2 separate regions of the Oryzias latipes genome follow, and region 1 is linked to region 2. Evidence: chromatin contacts called from public Hi-C data. All regions are on one chromosome and are shown on one strand. Each heading gives the region's core, a stretch centred on a gene start, on an enhancer-like site or on the middle of the called end of the contact. The rest is flanking DNA. Distances are from core to core; before and after follow the strand shown. Region 1 holds the start of LOC101170477 (ankyrin repeat and SOCS box protein 9). Region 2 holds the start of rab9a (ras-related protein Rab-9A).

The links. Hi-C and Micro-C count contacts between places; a contact is called where the count stands out from the background.
Region 1: a Hi-C map of embryo shows a contact between it and region 2, with 2.3 times the contacts expected there. The contact joins the promoter of LOC101170477 here to the promoter of rab9a in region 2. A contact is called at or near these places in 2 of 5 Hi-C or Micro-C datasets (both in embryo).

The regions. Positions count from the first base shown.
Region 1 is chr21:24,105,792-24,109,567 of ASM223467v1, reverse strand. LOC101170477 (ankyrin repeat and SOCS box protein 9) reads left to right here and starts at 1,891. Exons shown (of 7, transcript XM_004081956.4): 1 at 1,891-2,053; 2 at 2,130-2,209; 3 at 2,413-2,520; 4 at 2,708-2,858; 5 at 3,086-3,220. The coding sequence starts at 1,987.
Region 2 is chr21:23,976,909-23,980,604 of ASM223467v1, reverse strand. rab9a (ras-related protein Rab-9A) reads right to left here and starts at 1,572. Exons shown (of 3, transcript XM_004081786.4): 1 at 1,413-1,572; 2 at 959-1,094; 3 at 1-851. The coding sequence starts at 809. The coding sequence ends at 204. egfl6 (epidermal growth factor-like protein 6) reads right to left here. Exons shown (of 12, transcript XM_011489854.3): 9 at 3,642-3,696; 10 at 3,455-3,550; 11 at 3,121-3,380; 12 at 2,363-2,929. The coding sequence ends at 2,822.

The sequences.
Region 1 (3,776 bases), core at 642-3,141, 130 kb before region 2:
GCAAACCTTTCAACAAACCGCAAGGCATGTGGAGGAATTTCTACTGAAAGGCTGAAACAAATGTTCATGTTTTTATTTCCTCTAAAAAAATGAAAGAGTTAAAAAAACGTGAAACATTGAAAAGGTGCAGATATTTGTTTGCATGTACAGTGAATTTTATAGTTAGTTGTATAGCTTTATTTTATTTTTATGTTGTTTTTACCTTATCTTCAATTGTTTTGCACGTTTTATTGTTGATCCCTGATCCACAGAGCTGCTGCAACAATTGAATTCCCCTCCCTAGGATCAGTACAGGTCATCCTAGCTTGACTTATTCAATAAAATCAAGATTCAGGGTAAAAATTATTAAAAAAAAATGTAAAGGAGCTGATTTGTGGAATCAGGTGACCAAAGACAAAACCCCAAAAATATTTTTCAAAATGAGACGAAATTAGATTTGTTAAAGAACCACTAGCAGAAGAGAAGATTAATCTAATTTTCCAGTTTTTTCAAATGGTTTTTGTACAGATTTTCAATTTCTGGTTATTTAAAAACAGAAATGAACAAATATTCATACGGACACATGTTGTCATATAGGATAGTTTATCTAAAAAAACTATTCAACTTATGGATAAATTAAATGTATAGAAGATTTTAAAAATATTTTTAAGTTAGAATAGAATAGAATAGACTTTATTATAACTGGCAGCAGTAGTTAAATTGTGGGTGGTTCCAACAGCAGCAGTGCACAGGGCAAAAGTGAGTAAGAAAGAAATAATAATATTAAAAGAAAAAGCACAAGCCATAAGGAAATTTAAAAAAACACAAGAGAGACAGCAATAAAACACTGGAAACACAATAATAATAATAACAAAAAAAAGGATTAAAGTGCAGTTTTGTGCACAGTTTTGTCCATTTTACAGTGGTATCAGTTGAGGGTGTTAAGCATAATTATTGTTGTTTAAAACAAATAAAGAAATAAACATTTTAACATGTTTGGCCAAAAGACGCACATGGCTTTTCACCTAAAAGTGAGAAGTCAAAGCAGAAAGTGGTCCTTAATAAAGAATAATTAATAATCAAATGTGTATTTTATTAAGCTTTCGTTCACACAAGAACAGAAAATCATAAAGTTTGGACGCCAAAAATAGCGGAGTCATGTATGCATGAGTCCCTGAATGCATCAGCCGTTGCTGCACATGCTCTCTGAGCCTCAGACCTGAAAGCAGTCTGGACATTTGAAACAAAGCATCAAGGACCTTTAGTGTTCAGCACAACAGAGAGGCCATTCATTCAGCTTCTACAATGCTATTCTAATCCACTCTCCTGGCACGGCACTAAGTCAATTGTGTGTGGCCTTCTGCTCAGCATTTACCAGCAGATGCTGAAAGGCTTTGTCCACATTCTGCTCTCTCGTCGCCCTCTGCTGGACTCTCGTGTAACTGCAACTCTTGAAACAAACTGGGGTTTTTGTCAGTGCAAGTTAAACGTTGGGGTGTAAAAATCCAGTGGCTGCCCCTTTAAAATCCGATATTCTGAATGCATCGAGCACCAGGATCAAAAACTGCTTCTAGCTGGTCATGTTGCAGGTGTGTTGTGAGAAAGCTCTCATAAAAGGAGATTTTCATTGCTGCTATAAGTCCAAGTTTAAATAAAAGATAATTTCACCCTAAAAACAGAGAAATTCTGTGCAGCAGCAGAAACAAACGTGGCTGTTTGTGACGGGAGAGTCCGGGTTTTGTCCCACTGCGTTGGGTTTCTCTTGTGTTCAGCTCTTTCCTGCTGTAAAGGAAGGGTGTGCATGGGTGAGCACAGACCTGCTCCGGCGCTTCTGCACCTCTGCGTCCTCATTGGCCCTCTAGTTTGTTGCGTTCAGGAGGCCTCTCTTCCTGCAGGAAGGAAATGACATCAACTGACTGAGATCTGCCCACAAAACAAGACCAAACACAGTCTGCTCTACTCAACAATCAGGCTCTGGGAATGAAAAAAACAACAACACGATGAGCCATGTCTGCTGGACACAAAGAGACCCAGCGGGCCAGCACTGTGTTTTTCTCCAGCCCTTTGATGAGTGGTGAGTAGTATCTGACAGTTCAGGCGTGTTTTCACCTTCAAACGGCTCCTTTCAATGCATTTCCCTCCACATGGAGATGTGGAATCCGACTGGTCTCCAGTTCACGCTGCAGCCTTTAACGGACAGCTCCTCACCCTGCAGAGGCTCGTGGCTCAGGTAATGTTTAGTAGACCCTTGGGGAGTAGAGTTACATTGTAATAAAGTATTGCAACTCACAGCTTCTGGGTCCAGAGCCCCCCAAAAAAACTCACGTTTGATCTTGAGTTACACATGCTGCTGTGGTGAATTTCATTTTCAGGACTCCCTATGTGTGGCTATAGAGTTTCTGAGAATCCACATGTATGTTCTTTTGCTCACAGGGAGTCTGTGTAAACCTGAGCACTTTGGACCGGGTCTCGCCCCTTCATGGAGCGTGCATGCAAGGCCACACAGCATGTGCCGAGCTTCTGCTGGAAAACGGGGCAGATGTCAGTGAAGTATCTATCATCTGAGTTCACTTTGTCGGTGAAACATTTCAACTTTGGGCCCAAAGAATGGAAATAATGGGATTTTTCATGTTCCCAGTCTAATTTTGCTGCTTTTTGTTTGTCGCATCTTTGTGTGTTTTTTTTTTGCTGACTGAATTTCTGTTTTAAAAGTGACCTTTGACGCTAGGTAAACCGCTCGACTGTGGACGGCAGGACAGCCCTCACAGAAGCTTGTGCTCGGGGTCATGTGACCTGCGTATCGCTGCTTCTGCAGCGTGGAGCGGCTCCCCTGGGCACCAGCCAACCCAGCTCTCCGATCCACTTGGCTGCTGCTGCAGGTCAGAGGTCACATTCCAGGACATGTGCATGGATGATCTTAGTTAATACTAACAAAAAAAAAAAAAAACCCTAACGTGTATTAAGTTTTAAAGAAAAGACAGCCTGCTGACTGAGACTTGAAAGTAAAACAGAAGCACGTTCTCTCCTGGGATGTCGGGCCAATTTCAAAGCTGAACCCTTTGAGTGCAGCGCTTCTGGTTACGAGCCCTCTGGCGACTCTCCCCAGGTCGGCCTGAGTGCATTGAAGCTCTGGTCCTGCACGGTGCAGATGTGGATCAGCACATTGATGTTGTGGGAACCCCTCTCCATGCTGCCTGCTCTAATCTGCATCTCAGTTCTGTGGAGAAACTTCTTCAACTTGGTAGGGGATCTTCATCTTTGGGTTGCAAACGCAGGTTTTGAAAACTCTTTTAGCCACATCCATTTTTGTTTTAGGTCAAACAGGTTCTGTAAAGCTGCTGTCAGCCAGGATCTGTAGTCAGAGAATAGAAAAAACAACAACAACCCCTCCCATCTTAAACTCACATTTTTGGTTTAAAATAAACTTTTGCAAGATTTTGCTTTTTCCACTCTGATCATCTTTTGTGGAGTTTTCAAAGTGTTTCCAGTGGGTTTTTTTTATAATTATGATTGTGCTGCTTTGAGCCAAAATTCACAGCTAAAATTCACTGTTAGTGAGTAGCAAACCCCCATTCCCGTCACCCAGAACTGTGAGCTGTTTACCCGCTATCCGGCTAACTTACAGCTTCTCACACCCTGAACCTAATATTAGGGAGAAAAAATAGTCCCAAACCATTGTGTGTGCATAATAATTTATTTGTAACCTTTGTCTGCCTGTTTGTGTGTAACTTTGGATTTGTGTGTGCGTATTATTTGATTGTAACTATGGGGTTAGATAACTGTCAATAAAAAATGTA
Region 2 (3,696 bases), core at 323-2,822:
TGGCAGAGCCGAAGTCATGCATCAGTGCTTTGAGGTTATGTGTGAAAAGAACATGTATGGATTTAGTGTTTCTTTTCGAAAGTTTCAGCAGAAGTCTTTGCCTTTAGCTTATCAAAAAGTGTCAGTAGCCTTGTTTGAGTAAGATACAGCAATGAACGCCAATGTTTTCCTTCCTTCTCACGGATTTTGAAATGGTGGCTCCTTTAACAGCAAGCAGCAGCAGAGCGGGGCTTTCGGTGGAGCTTCACTGTGTCCGTAGGGATGAGGTGAACTGTTCTTTCTTCCGCTGCCAGCACTCTGCGCACTGCTTCTTCAAAGGCTACTGCTACATTGGTGGCATCTTTGGCACTGGTCTCGTAATAAGGATAATCACCATTCTCCTGGCACCACTGCCGGGCCTCCTCAGTCGAGACCTGCCGCTCCGTCACATCCACCTTGTTGCCCAAGACGACGAACGGGAACTTTTCTGGCTCTTTGACATCAGCATAATAAATGAACTCTTTCTTCCAGTTGCCCAAGTTGAGAAAACTCTGGTGATCGTCCACACTGAAGGTGAGTAGGCAACAATCAGAGCCACGATAGAAAGGAGTCCTCAGGCTGCGGAAGCGCTCCTGACCCGCAGTGTCCCAGATCTGCAGGGTAACCTGGCGGCTGTCTACCTCGAGGTCTTTGTTTAGGAACTCGACGCCGATGGTGTGGAAAAGATGGGCATCAAATTTGTTGGTGACGTAGCGATTCATTATGGAGCTCTTTCCCACACCCCCATCACCCAGCAAGATGACTTTTAACAAGGAGGTTTTTGTTGTCATGGCTCTTCTTCAAAGCTTTTCACCACTCCTGAAGTAAAGCAACTTTTTAAAAAAAGAGGGAAAAATTATTAGTGTTATTTGGAACGAAAGGAGAAACATCCGTAACTGGAACACAGAATTTGTGTGTGTATGTGGTGCTTTCAACTCACCCCGGATTGATTTCGACTTCCCTCACTTGTCCAGATCATGTGCTGTGAGCCCCAGTCCAAAGTAAGTCACATGCTAATTTGTTAAAAGTTGATTTAGGAGAACCGTTCTCCAGCTTCGACAGCACAAACAGTTAGCCTAAAATGACAGACGGTTCAAGACATGATTAGCGGTCCAATCAATGACTTTCGAAAAAATAAATAAATATCTATACATAAAATACAGCTGTTCTGACCGAATAACTGCGTTATGGGCAGATACTTCAACTTTCTTTAATGAATTTGAAATCAAATGTGCAGATTTTTGTGTTTTAGCCTACTTGCTGTTAGCTTAAATGTTAGAAAACAAGCCAACAGCTGAGCTAAACAAGCTACAACATACAAACTCAAATTGTGCTACTCTGTCATTTTTGTCGTATGTATTTTCTTTTTACACGGTTAACCGATGTTAACGTACCTTATTGTTCGGATCGAGTTGCTGTCGAGTCGGGTCTGAATAATAAACAACCAATAAAACAATGCGGATGCATCGACTGACAGCTTGTTGTAGCGTCAGCTTCCAGCGTTTCCTGTTGAACTCCTATGCTAAAGCAACTAGCTGCTAACAACTAGCTAACGAGCTGCTTGGCTGTGGCTTCCGATCACGTGATCTAGTCAGGGTCCAGGCAAAAAATCTTTCAAAGTAAAATATTTATACTGGAAAAAACATCAAACACAAAAGTTAAAACACGTGTTTTGTTTATTTATTTTAATTTTGTTTTTAACACTACAAAATCAAATAAATTTTAAATTGCATCTTTCAATATCATCCACCAGAGGGCGCCAATCAATCCTGTTTTTAAATGGGCCAATTAACCAAACATGAATAAAACATGTGAATCTTATGTAGTGCTTTTAAGGTAAGGCACACACAGCGGAAAACATAAATAGAGAAACAAACTCCAAATCCAAGCAAAGAACTAAGATGAGAGAGGTATTCTGGGAATTCTCCCCAAATTAGATCTCATTAGAATTTGTTGTTGAGAAGTACTGTAGTCTGAGTTTCAGTTTACCATGTTTGTTTTGTTTTTTCCCCCAGTCTGTGGAGGGAAATGTACACGGTAAAAAGTCAAAACTGTATACATGTTTTTATTTTAAAGTTTGCAATAATTGAAGTGGTTTTCAATAATGTTTCGTAATAGGTGAGCAGTTGCGAGTAAATTGCAGTTAAATTCAGTCTTTCCTAATATATTCTGTATATCTATTTCTAAAAAAAATGGTTGTGGATTTCAATGTTAGCTTCAGAGATTGAACAGATCCCTTTCGTTTTATTGCCAGATAACATTATCTTAAAAGCATTGGTAAGACTTTATGTATATTTCACCTAAATATTATTCCATTAAAAAGAAGAAACAGAAGGAAGGTTGGCAAGATTGGAAAACAATGTTTAATGAGTGAATACATCACATATTTTATGCAATTAATTCACTGATTATCCTGATATTATAACAACAAAAAAGCCTTCAAAAATACTTTCTGTGATTATAGTTTTAAATCACCCTTAATTTCACATTCCATCTGGCAGAATACTTCAGTTGTGAACGAGGTGTGTGCACAATCGTGTTAAAGCCAATATTAAATGTATCCCCACTTTTTTCCTGAGAAATATGTCCTGTATGTTACTGTTCAGAAAATTAATTGTGTCCAACGGAGTGATGTAGCAGCAGGTAAATAAAGTCAGCTGCACTGACTGTACATGTTCTTTTTGAGAGTGGGACTGCACTGTTTAAGAACTCTGAAAGACTCCAGTAAGAAGAAGAATTCACAGGGAAAGGAAACTCAATCCTTGATGTGTCTTCTTTGGCAGATGATCTCATGGGAAGATCGTCAGAAGATTGGACTGGCATCCTCTTGACAGAGCCCTGAGGTCAGCGCAACATTATCCAGCCCTATTTCACCTCCAACACCTTTTCCACGCCGCGCTTCAAAGACGATCTATTCCAAACCATATTTAAATTAGAGACAAAAAAAAACACTTCCAAAATGGTCATTTTTTAAAGTAGTACTTGTGGTCATGAGTGTTGGGCTTTTGATGAAACATTTATGTCTTACACATTTGCAAATTTTTGGTTAAAGAAGTCTTAATACTTATGAAGTTAAAAAAAAATAAAAGAACAGGAACTCACAGACTGTGGAGCCTTTTCTGTCCAGGCCACAGACAGGAGCTCTGTCTGCCAACCTTCTTCTTTGCTTTGACCCTGCTCCCAAACCGGATAAGCGTTGTTCTCCAGCAGCACCTTTAATGTTCCCACATTTTGGCCCAGTATGCGGTAGTCAAACATGAGGCAGAAGCTGGCCTGCTGGGTCCGGTCACTGAGAAGCAGCTTTAACCTGGCCACATCCTCTTTTTCCCCAACAAGCCCACTCAAAGCCATGAAGTACCCACCTGAGAGAGTTAAATACTCATAAATATCTGTATCTGTGCATGAAAAAAAAGTGTGAGTGTCCTTGTTTTGTTACCATTACTATGGTACGCCACAGTCCAATCCATGTCATCTGTCTTGTCTTGGACCCATTCACATCCTCCCTGATCGAAGTTGCAGTCTAAGAAATACTCTACAGTGCATAGCAAGAAACAACAACAACATAAAATTACGCAAAAACGTCTCAATCAACAATCTACAACTCTGACAACATGTTGAATTACCATCCTGAGTTTGTCCAACTTGGATTTCCTTGATGTCCTTGGCTGGGCCAAACAC